Linked DNA regions of Mus musculus: regions 1 and 2 are each linked to region 3. A link is a contact called in public promoter capture Hi-C data. All regions are on one chromosome and are shown on one strand. Each heading gives the region's core, a stretch centred on a gene start, on an enhancer-like site or on the middle of the called end of the contact. The rest is flanking DNA. Distances are from core to core; before and after follow the strand shown. Region 1 overlaps Setd7 (SET domain containing (lysine methyltransferase) 7). Region 2 overlaps Maml3 (mastermind like transcriptional coactivator 3). Region 3 holds the start of Cog6 (component of oligomeric golgi complex 6).

The links. Promoter capture Hi-C pulls out the DNA fragments that hold promoters and counts their contacts.
Region 1: a contact with region 3 is called in a promoter capture Hi-C map of liver, with 4 times the contacts expected there. The contact joins the enhancer-like site here to the promoter of Cog6 in region 3. A contact is called at or near these places in 6 of 39 promoter capture datasets (the 3T3-L1 cell line, frontonasal cranial neural crest, liver and 3 more) and 1 of 9 other capture datasets (liver).
Region 2: a contact with region 3 is called in a promoter capture Hi-C map of pre-B cells, with 4 times the contacts expected there. The contact joins the enhancer-like site here to the promoter of Cog6 in region 3. A contact is called at or near these places in 4 of 39 promoter capture datasets (the C10 cell line, liver and pre-B cells), 1 of 115 datasets of contacts at active chromatin or transcription factors (memory CD8 T cells) and 1 of 9 other capture datasets (liver).

The regions. Positions count from the first base shown.
Region 1 is chr3:51,530,777-51,534,633 of GRCm38.p6, reverse strand. Setd7 (SET domain containing (lysine methyltransferase) 7) reads left to right here. Exons shown (of 8, transcript NM_080793.5): 5 at 1,578-1,659. Among named protein-coding and RNA genes, the nearest start is that of Gm36008, 22 kb to the right of the region's middle. Within about 2 kb of position 2,408, at least 94 of the 459 cell types and tissues checked have an H3K27ac peak or open chromatin away from gene starts, as enhancers often do. A contact at or near this core is called in liver, where this site is marked.
Region 2 is chr3:51,998,137-52,001,995 of GRCm38.p6, reverse strand. The region is part of intron 1 of Maml3 (mastermind like transcriptional coactivator 3); the gene reads left to right. Among named protein-coding and RNA genes, the nearest start is that of Maml3, 100 kb to the left of the region's middle. Within about 2 kb of position 2,130, at least 81 of the 459 cell types and tissues checked have an H3K27ac peak or open chromatin away from gene starts, as enhancers often do. A contact at or near this core is called in memory CD8 T cells and pre-B cells, where this site is marked.
Region 3 is chr3:53,015,424-53,019,216 of GRCm38.p6, reverse strand. Cog6 (component of oligomeric golgi complex 6) reads left to right here and starts at 1,994. Exons shown (of 19, transcript NM_026225.3): 1 at 1,994-2,171; 2 at 3,605-3,748. The coding sequence starts at 2,019.

The DNA.
Region 1 (3,857 bases), core at 1,159-3,658, 1.5 Mb after region 3:
ATTCATCTTGCAGCTCTAGAGTTCAGACTTTGGGGCTGGTAAATGGCAGCTAAGTGTTCTCAAGTGGGGCTGCAGCCCTAGCCGCGATACACATTTAAAACTACCCATGAGGCAGAGCTGTAAGTCACCTGGTTTGATTCTCAAATTCCAGCAACTACTGAGTCATGGTCTGGGTCACGTTGTCCTTGAGAACGTGTGGTCCAGGTTAAAGATGGATCTTCCCACCTCTATAGATCCGGATTAACGGCGGTGCCTCCCACGGCAAATGATTTAATTAAGAAAACAGATCCCTCACAGGTGTGCGGAGCCACTTGGATTTTGGTTGGTTACAGATGTAGTAAAGTTTTACAACCAAGGAGGCCCATCACACTATCCCTTGTATTCCTCTGCCTGCTTCTCTGACAGGCTGTTTCCCAGGCTCCTGTGTATCTGGTGTCTGAGTTTGTTTAAGCCCAAGAGGCTGCTTACCACAGATGCATTGTGGGGCCTGGGGAGAACGTGATACCTAAATTCCTCTGGGCTCCCTGCTTAGCTTCGCGGCTCTCCTGCCTCCCGTGTAACCAAGTTGCCCACTTGAAAGTTCCACTTTTGACATCCTTAAGTGGTCTGATCCTAGGTTGTCGCTGGCTGATTTGGGTTTTCTAACTTAAGTTTGAGGTATTCATGTAGGTTAACGTTGTATTTTAAACAACAGGAAAGGGGTCTGGTAACCATGACAACTACTGAAGGCCTGACTGGTGGGATTGCTTGTGTGGTCTTGGTGCTAAAAACAATTTGCTTTGTAGGAGTTTACTACCCCGTTCCTGGTTCCAAATCTTGTTTCTTTGTGTATGAGCCCTGGGAATTTGCCAAGGTTGACAGAAAGCCAACGGCGATTGTAGGACCGTTGCATACCTATCTTCAGGAATCATCCCCAGGTGCTGAGCCACCAGACAGAAGCCAAATGACAGTTAATGTAGCATGGAGAGCAATGTTGTCCTTAATTCTGTGAGGCTGACTTCACTCTCAGTAAAGGAGTCATGTGCTGGGCTCTGCTATAGAGTTTAAAGACTGTCTGGGATGAAGAGACCCTCAGAGAAATTTAAAAACCATTACCCAGTTTGTTCTAATCAAAAAGTCTGAAAATTCTATTTAAAAAGTGTTTTTGTTTTGTTTTTGTTTTTGTTTTTCTTAAAATTTTAGGTACCCAAGCAGGTTTTTAAGGCACTTGAATAAAGGAAACTCAACAAATAGGAATCCCAAGAGTTAAGTCTGATGGTTGTCCATTAAGACTTAAACTAAACCAGGGCTGGTAAATGCAGGTCTGTAATCTCATCCACTCAAAAACTTGAGGATTATAAGGTCCAAGCCAGGCTGGACAACTTAGTAGGACCCTGTCTCCTACTAAGTGGGAGGGTGGGGGGAGGCAAGATTCAAAAACCTAATCAAAGAGTAAATGGGCAGAGGTCGACTTAGCTATTCTAGCTGTCGTGACCAGATTGGCACGTGTGATTGATTGGGCCCTCCCATGACGAGGAACACATCTGCGTGTGCTGCCGGGCGCTGCACCTGAACTCACGTGTGGATTTGCCTTTTAGGTTCCGTGTACCACTTTGATAAATCGACTTCCTCCTGCATCTCCAGCGATGCTCTCCTTCCAGACCCTTATGAGTCTGAGAGGTAACTCTTTCCTTGTGCCTTTCACTGCCCTGTGTGTGCCCTGGTGGTGGGCACGCTCGTTCTCCTGTGGCTCTCTGCTCAGGCTGGGCTCCTGCTCAACCCCAAGCCCCTCCATAATGAGCGCTTTTCCTTGGCACATCTTCCAAGTAAGGATTTGGGTATCCTGAGGAAGACCAGTTACATGCTTATAGCGAGCCTGACCGTAGGAAGTGTCTACACTAGCAATAGCCAGTTCATCTCGTCCTAGAACGAATTCTCTAGGAAAGGTGCTGGGTCAGTCCGTCAGTCCCTTTCAAATGTCCCCTTTCTCAGGACTCTGGGTGGATGGGGAAGCAAGCACGTACAAATTAGAGAACAACTTCTGAAACCAGTTCTTTCCTTCCACCATGTGGAAGGAGTCAGGCTTGAAAGCAGGCGCTTTCACCCACAGAGCCATGTTACAGGTCCTGTCAGGGCTCCCGCTAGCCTCCTCCTTTCTAGCCTGACCTGTACTTTCAGCACAACTTCTATTCTCTGCAGCCTGACCCTTGGACCATAAAGCAACTTCCTTATTCATAAGGGAAGACAGTGTAGAAAGACAACAAATAATGGCGATCATAAAAGCTCCCCGCCTAGTCAAGTCTGGCCATTTCACGCCTAACCTATGCAGTTGGCTGCCCTTCAGCTTCTCACTCTCCAGCAGCTGGTCTACTTCTGAGTAAGGACAGTCCCCAACCCCCAGCGCATAGGTTAGCTCTTGTTTACTTTCTGCTCCCAGCTGAGAAACAAGCCTTCTCCTGGTCTGCCTGACCGAGCTGATCCCGCAGTGCCACAGGCAGGGAGAAAAATGTCCTTTTTTGACAAGAGGTTCTGGCCCAGGGCCAGGGTGCAGACTGTTTTCTGTGTTAGCCCCAAAAGACTACAGGGCCAACTGTATCTATCAAGCGAGGCTGCTGTTGTGAAATTCTGCATAGCAATACTCTCAAACCGCTTAGCTGTTTACAGGGGCGAGCATTTTGTGTTCTACGCATGGTTCGGAGGGCTGGCTTTGGTTCAGCCATTTTTTATTTGGGCTTCACCAGGCTCAGCCGGACTAGGCTGGGCTCCAGGATTCAAGTCGGGTTCAGGTCTGTTTCACATCTCTTCATTCCAAGACTCTGGCTAAAGGAAAAACAACCCCCAGGGCATATTTTTTTCCTGGAGACAGTGGAAACTGGAAGAGACTGGCAGAAACTCATCACCTCTTAACACCTGAAGCCAAGCAGCAGGGCCTTCCCCTGTGTTCTAGCAGCAGGGCCTTCCCCTGTGTTCTAACAGCAGAGTCAGCAGGGTGGGGGATATACAACCCTCCTGCGCTGAAGGGAGTGTCATGAGGTCACCTGGCAAGAGGGCGAGATGTATCATTCTGTCACAGGAAAGGAGCAGAATTGGAAGCAATAATTCAGCTTTCTAGTCCATAAAAATAAGCCAAAATTACAGATGTCCAGCCTCTAGCAGAGCCATCCATCACAGCGCATGAAGAAATGAAAGCTTTGTTGGTGGAGCATAAGTTTCTATTACATCCACTCCACAACCGAGAGTGCTTTTCTTGTAAAGCTATTCGTAGGAACCTTTTTCACCCTGAGTAACAATGTGGAAGCTTGGGGGCCTTGTGTTGTCTGATGCACAGACTCATCTCTCCCTCTGAGCCCAGCAGCAGTCAGACACAGTCTTCAGCAAACTGGGGGAGGCAACTGTGTCTCAATAAAACTTTATCAACAAAAATGAGCAGCAGTCAGATTTGACCTGTAGCTAGCTGACCGCTGCTTTAACCCCTTTGTTGGATATAGCTGATTCGTTGTCACCTTTTGTGTAAACAGCCGTCTTGGCATTTAACTAAGAAATGGTCTTTCTCTGTTATCTGGCTTTGAAAAGCTGGGGAATGCTTTCTTGTCTGGTAAGACTAAAAATCACCATTAGCTGTAAATGTTATCTTCCTCTTCAAAAAGGTATATCAGGTATGGGTAGCTTTAGGGATCTATACTAATTACTCCTTGTTAAAGAAGACTTTAAAAAAATTGTGTGTATGAGTGTTTGCATGTGTATCTGTGCACCTTGTGGGTGCACTGTTCACAGGAGCCAGAGGAGGGCATCAGATCCTTGGCACTGTGGTTACAAATAGTTATGAGATGTCATATGGGTGCTGGGAACCAAACCCAGGTGGTCTGGAAGATCAGCCA
Region 2 (3,859 bases), core at 881-3,380, 1.0 Mb after region 3:
GCATTTTACCATCCCTTGCCCTTTCGTCTGCTGAAGAGCTGTACAGATCTTGCTTGGCATTTTGACTTGGTATTTCCCAGCTGCTGCAAATCCGCCAAGCAGGGACTTGACATTGGCACTTTGAGGCCACTCCGTAGCAGGTTGGTTTGTAAAGAGATGCTAAATTTGCTGAGATAGTGAAAAGCTGGCATGTATTTATTTTGGGAAGAGACAGACTCTTGTGAAATAGGGGCCCATTCTGGAAGAACTTGTACCACTCATTCATCTCGCCTTGTGCACGGAGCTGTAATGCTACAGCTGTCACCCGTTTTCAATGAGCGATTGTCATATTGTCAATCCACGATAATACAGAACAATTTCTATTCTCCATGTTGAAGCATCGCCTTTGTAGTGCAATTCAGTTCGTATTAACAATGCTTTGATGACAATTCCTTCCCACTCCACCCTTCCAGCCCTCCCTCTCGCCATTTCTGAACCAGAGGAAATCGTATTTTGACAATATCTCTAGTGTTACCAATTTTCTGCTTTAAAACATTTTGGGCCCAGAGTCCTCGCTGAAACTGCAGAAAGCACACCGATCTATTTCCTTTTTTTTTTTTTTTTTTTTTTGAGAAGAAAAAAAAACCCAACCAACCAACAACATCAACAACAAAAACCTAACTCTCTGGGGATTGGGTAGTGACTTGCCCAGCAGAACTAAAAGTATTTTTAACCATTCCTTATTTCTTCTTAAAACATTTCTATAAAAAAGAAATGGCATATGCCTTATTATTCCCTTTCACGAGGAACATATTAGAAATCAGCTCCTTTGGCTTTGGTGTTTTCAAGATAGCCATCCGTGAGCTTGGCTGTTTTCCCAGTTCTGAGTGATGGCAGTCCTAGACCTGGCATTACTGCCCCAATGGATCAGTACTTGATGAGTCGCCCTAGAGGTAAAGTTGGTTCTGGGTGTGAGCGCTCCCCGTGTATCTTAACTGTCACAATTCACTGTTTTAAGCTGGTTGAGTGTTGAGCTTTTTCTGAACCCTCTCAAGAGCTAGATCTGGGTAGACACAGGAGTGATTCAGACCCACCGTGCACACTTGTATAATCCGGGCCAGGACCAACACTGTAGATCTAAAATGCAGTTATCCTGATGGCTTCGGGATGTTTTCATTGTACTCATTTAAAAATTTCTCACCAGGGAAGTTGGAACGATGGGAAATTTTATATGGTCCCAAATGCCCCAGATGACTGGTTTATACTTTGACCTTAGAAAGGATAAAAAAAAAAGAAGAAGGTAAAACAAGTCAGTGCTTTTGAATAGGTTTCAAATATAGGAGAGCCAAATTGCGCGCACTGAGCGAGGGAACGAATTGAGCAGAGCTTTAGGTAAATGAATGTGGATGTGATGGACCTCAGTGGGAACTTGGGAGGTAAAGGGAAGAGAGGAACAACCTGAAAATGTGTATAGCATGTCCATAGAGCCGTGGCTTCTGAGAACAGCCTTGACTTTGAATAGCTTGTTGCTTTGTCCCTATAGGTGGACTTGCTTTCTCCCCGACCCCTATCCCGATGCAGCCCGATATCGCTGAGCTATTCAGGGCGCTCTGCTACCCTACTCTTGAGGTCTCAGGAAGGTGAAAACCAAGTCTTGCCCAATAGCTTGGGACAGGAAGTGGAGAGGACCGCTAACTGAAACTTGAGACTGTATGTAAAGTCCGTGCCAGAGTGGCAGGGCAGATGTTTCTTCTCTAACAGGAAGCACCCGTGGCCCACAGGAAGCGCCAGAGTCCCTCACACATGTCATCCTGTATTCGCATCTCTGCATCACTGCGTGGTCACGTGGGCTCTGTGTGACTGGAAACAAAGGCGGGACCACGGGGGAAGGAATACACCACGTGATTATTTACCCAGCCCTTTTTTTTTTTTTTTTTTAAAGATTTATTTATTGATTATATGTAAGTACACTGTAGCTGTCTTCAGACACTCCAGAAGAGGGAGTCAGATCTCGTTGGGGATGGTTGTGAGCCACCATGTGGTTGCTGGGACTTGAACTCTGGACCCTCGGAAGAGCAGTCGGGCGCTCCTACCCACTGAGCCATCTCGCCAGCCCCCCCTTTTTTTTTAAGTATACATAGCATTGCCTGCAGCCCTTCAAGCCACAAGTTAGACATAGCCACTGTAGCTGTTCCATTTATCCACCTATTCATCTGTGCACCCTAATAAAATGGTCAGTTGCGCGGGGTCTGCAGTCTGACCGCTGGGTTCAATCCCAGCTCCCCCATGAAGGTAGAAGTTAGGGACTTCACTTACATGCTGTTAGTAAGTCACAAATAGTAACTCGGTATGTCTTGAGACGGGAGGGAATCAGGGAGTGAGTGGGTTTCTATAGAAGGCCTTTAGACCGCACTGAAGAGTTGCTGTTTTATTTACCCATCTCTTGAAAAAGAGATCGCTACACATGTAGTTTTGCAGAAAGTCCATCTTTCTGGATGACAGAATTACAGCCTTCTCCTTTAAGTCCCTGGATGCATTGTTTTTCTTGGTATTTATCATTGTCTAGACATTTTAAAAAGAATAGATATTTTTAAAACAATGCCAGGGCTGAGACCTTTAGTCCATTGGAGGGAGGAGCTCTGAATTCAACTCTGCTTGTTTGATATTGAGTAGTTAGTTCATCATCTGGCCTTCCCCTCTATACTTCTGTCTTCTACCTCGATCTTTCTTTACTTCTGACTCTCTTTATTTTCTGACCTTTGGCCTACTGCCCATGGAGGCAGATAGCTCTGTGTGTGCAGCCGTTCTTGTTCATGGCTGTTCTGAGACCCAGTCACACACTGGTAAAACTCACCTCTTGAAAAATCTTGATAAATCAGTTTGCATTTATAAAGAATTGGTAACTAAGCAACTGTCACTATAAGACAAAGTAAAGTATTATGTTGAATGTTGAGTACACAGAAGTTTAAAAACTAGCGACTGTGACTCACCACAATCCAACGATTGGATGTTGTCACCGTGGAAGCCCTAGAGACTGAGTGTCAGGGGCGAGTTTAATGGCTCAGCCACTTGATAAGTGGCAATTGTAGTTCCGTGTTTTCAGGGACTTGAGTCGAATTAGCTGTATTAGCTCGGATTGTCAAGATGTCTAAGGAATGGAAGGGGGTGTCATCGCTTGTGTTTATGTAACAGTGGAAGAACACTGTTATTATACATGACGCTTATATTTGAATCCTAGTTAAAACAGGGAAGAGTTGGCTCCTGGGCTGATTCCCCTGCTCTAGTTAGATAAGGGCAGTACGAAAGGCGTAAATACGGCAATCACTCTCAGCACATTTTCATTTCTCACAAAGTGGTGATATCCTCGTGGCTGGCATTTTCAGCTCTGCCTTGCTGACTTTTAGAGGGGCTTTAAAGTGCTCGTCTCTGTTGAACGCAGGGCTCGATGGGCTGCGGCACAGCCTATGCGTCAGGGTCTGGACCACACCGACCTTGAATTAGAGGCAGAGGGGCTGTGTACACTCAGGTGAGAGGATTCCTCCCCCTCCACTTGAAGATGGGAACAGGGTTTCTCTGTGTAGCCCTGGCTGCCCTGGATTCACTCTATAGACCAGGCTGGCTTCAAATTCAGAGATCTGCCTGCCAGAGTGGCTTAAAACCACACTGAGAACCTTTCTCTAGGGAGGCTAGGCACGTTTTGAGATGTACATCCCACATCCGAGATCTATTTCTTTCCTTTCTTCCCCTGTAGCCAATCACAGACACAGAGCGCCTTCTGTTCTATGAGGGGACACAGTGGACATGGGAATGCAGTCGTAGCCTCGGGAGCCTTGAAAAACTCTGTCCCGTGTCTTCTCCCTTTGCTCCCCCTTCCTAGGAG
Region 3 (3,793 bases), core at 745-3,244:
CAGAAATCTTGCATTCCAGCAACAGCTTAGTGACAGTTGTGGGAATAAGACCTATAGTGTTTACCCATTTTATTCTGCTTTCTTTTTTAAAGAACAGCTTCTATAGGATTGGTTATTGATCGTTACTTTACTGCTATTGAGGCAAAAGTTGGTGCACAGCAAAATCTTGACTTGACTGGAGTACAAATACAGAGTGGAGTAAGGCCCCCGCCCATGCAAATACTGAACAAAAATGTCAGAATTTTATTTATTTATTTATTTATTTATTTATTTATTTATTTACATATCATGAGGAACTTAGGAGTTATACATTTTTATTGCTATAGACTTTGCATGGGGGAATTAATCAATTATTTTAAAGAAGTGGTAGCAAGAAAGTTGTTATTTGAAGAGAATATAAAAGGCATATAGAAGTTGATAAGGTTTACAAGGTCTGACATCCTTGGAAGAGTGGTGCTGTGGTCTGAATGCTTGTGTTTCCCTAAAATGCAAACACAGAATTCCTGGTCTCTGCTGTTTGGAGGCTGAACCTTGAGCTATGACTAGATGAAGAGGGCGAGTTAGTTATGATCTTATAAGACAGCTCTCAGAGAGCCAGCTCATCCCTCCAATCTATCAGATGAGGTTAGTAGCACAAACATGTCCATCCATGAACACAGAAAGGGACCCCAGCAGAACCCAGGGCCATTGGTGCCTTGACTCTGGACCTCTCATCCTCCAGAACAATCAGAAATAAATTTCTATTGTTTGTAAGCTACCAAGTATAGAGCATTTTGCTGTAGTAGCTGAAAAGGATTAAAGAAGATTGCAGGAATTAGTATATAGAGATTTGAAATTTTGGGTGCCTGTGCCCAGTAACATGTTATGGCGAGAGAGTTGCTACCACAGAGCAACTGCCAATAAATAAGACTAGCTCGATAATGTGAATCTGAACTTGCAGGTGTAATAAAAAAGATCAGTTAACACTATCACAGTATGGCCATTATTGATAATTGTCACCGTGTTTTGTAAATCAAAAAGTGATATCGCAGGCTGAAGAGATGGCTCTGTGGTTAAGAGCACAGCTGCTCTTGTGTAAGACCTAGGTTCAGTTCTTAGGACCCCGGATTGGAACCATCATAACCCCAGCTCTAGGGGGACATGACGCCCTTTCTGGCCTCCACTGGGACTGCATGTATACAGTGCACATCCATGCATGCATGCATACACACATACACACATGCATACAGGAGAAACACTTTCTTGCCCACTGCTTTCCAGCTACACTGCCTTTGGTCAGTTTGTGAGAATGCAAAGTTCCTTGTTTCTGGGCCTTTACATGTAGGCTTTCTCCTATTTGGAGATTTCTCACAGCTCTAGGTCTCTTTTAAATCTGAAATTAAAGGCCAGGTCCTTCCAAGCCTTCTTGAGTAACCACTTTGGCCTGCATTTCATTTCTTTCCTCTGTCTCTTCATTGCCTTCTGTTTACTGTCTTGTTTATTATTTATGTCAGTGCACACCAGCAGCCCTGGCAAATACTCTAGCTTCGATTGATGCTTTTCAGAATGATGAATTCAGATAAACGAAATTTAATTGCAATCAGTTCTGTTGATCATGCATGCATGCCAGCTACTGGTTTCGGCATATTTTACATATACTTTACATTATTACTTTACATATTTTACATTATTACTTTGGCTTTTTTTTTCAAGATTCAGATTCCTGAAGTCTCTTTTACAACCTCCAACCTCTTTTTTTTGTTGTTGTTGTTGTTGGGTTTTTTTTGTTTGTTTGTTTTTTTTTTTTTTTTTTTTTTAGTTTTTCGAGACAGGGGTTTCTCTGTATAGCCCTGGCTGTCCTGGAACTCACTTTGTAGACAACCTCCAATCTCTTCTGAGCGTGTCCTCGCCTCCCAGGATTTTAAAGTAAACCGGGCAGGTAGAGCGTCTCGGATCGCGGTGCGCATGCGCGGCCAGGTGTGCGCATGCGCGAGTGAGTGCACAAGCGCAGTGCTTCCGTTACGCCGGGTCTGTCAGCGATGGCTGACGCCAGCGGGGAGGTGGCTGCGGTCCCCGCCTCCGGGGCCGCCAATGGCTTCAGTAATGGGGCAGGTGCGACCCCCGCGCAGCCCAACAATCCGCTGTCGCGTAAGCTGCACAAGATCCTGGAGACACGGCTAGAAAATGACAAGGTAACCGGAGGGGGCGGGGCGGACCCCTGGTCTCGGGCAGAAGCTGCTGCTGTCCTAGGCGTAGGGAAGCGCTTTTTGGGGTAGCTGTGCCCTGCCCTTGCGCTCTTGCTGTGTCCTTTACTTGAACTCCTTCCCGCACGCCCTCCCCTTAACCGTCTAGAGCAGTACTTCGCGGCTCTTATCAGAGCTGGCTGTCTCCCCTGCAGCTTTGAGTAGCCAGGTATAGCCGTGCCTACGTGGCACAAAAGAATACAGTAAGGTGGGAGCCGTAAAGACGTGGGTAAAGATAGAAGTAAGTAAAAATAAGCTGTCAACAAGAATTTGACTCCTGTGTGTCAAAAACAGAACATTAACATGCTGAGTTATAAATAAAGCCCTGGGCTAGATAGGGTTGTGACATGCTACCAAAAGCCATACTGAGTAGGACAGCTTGGGATGACAAGCCCAGTGTTAGCATCAAGAAGAAACTACAAAGCGCTTCTCAAAGCGGACCTTAGGTCCACAAAACAGCGAGAAAAAACAAAACAAAACAAAAACGTCATGGTCGCTGATTTGAGAAATTTGCTGCGGGTCTGATGAATAAAACTTTCTGAATCCCTGTGAACCACAGTACTTCAAACCCTGCTGCAAGGACTGGTCAACATAGTAGACCCGTTTCTCCAGCACTCCCAACTGCCAGGCACACAAGCCACTCTTTGCAATTTGAGTGAATCGAGCTATAAAGTTTTGCCTGCATTTATCTGACTTTGGCTCTCACTTCTTCAAGCATCTTGACAACTTTGTGCAGGAAAAAACACGTTCACAAACAACTGGAAGCTCCCTAAGAGTTCACAGAATCCAGAACTCATTGGCAAAAATGTGTCCATTGTAAAGGTTTCTGTTTTAATTAATAAAGGTGTTTGAGCTATTGATTTATAATTGGCATACTAAAATCAGTTTCTTTTGCACCAAACCAGTATAAATGTACATATTTTTATCTCATGATACTTGGTGCTATAACTTTCTACACTTTGACAATTCACTTACAGTCTCTCAGAACATATACTACATAAAGAATTGCCTTCTCAGAAATGGAGGAGGAATGGAGGGAGGGGAGAGGGGCTGTGAGGAGAGTAGGGGAGGGGAAACTGGTCAGGATGTAAAATAAAGTTAAATGAAAAACGGGAATTACCTTCTTGTAAAAATTAACAAATATATTAAAGTTCAAAGCAATTCTGTTGTGTACTACCTTTACATATATAACTATATGTAAGTAGACTGTGAATTGTGTCCTGGAAGTAAGTTTACTGCTTATTAATTAAGTCAGATATTACTTTTTGAGTCATTTAGTGGAAATAAGTCAATTGAAAATAATTTTATTGAGTTTTGGCTGGATATCAGGAAACCACTGAAAAGTCAGCCCCAATGATGTCCCTCTGTTGTCACTTCGGCAGGAGATGTTGGAAGCTCTCAAGGCCCTTTCAGCCTTTTTTGTTGAAAATAGTTTGCGGACTCGAAGAAATTTACGTGGTGATATTGAACGCAGAAGCTTAGCCATCAATGAGGAGTTTGTAAACATCTTCAAAGACGTGAAGGAGGTATGTAACTTCTTTTAGTGTTTATGGAGAGCTATATGTTTGGTG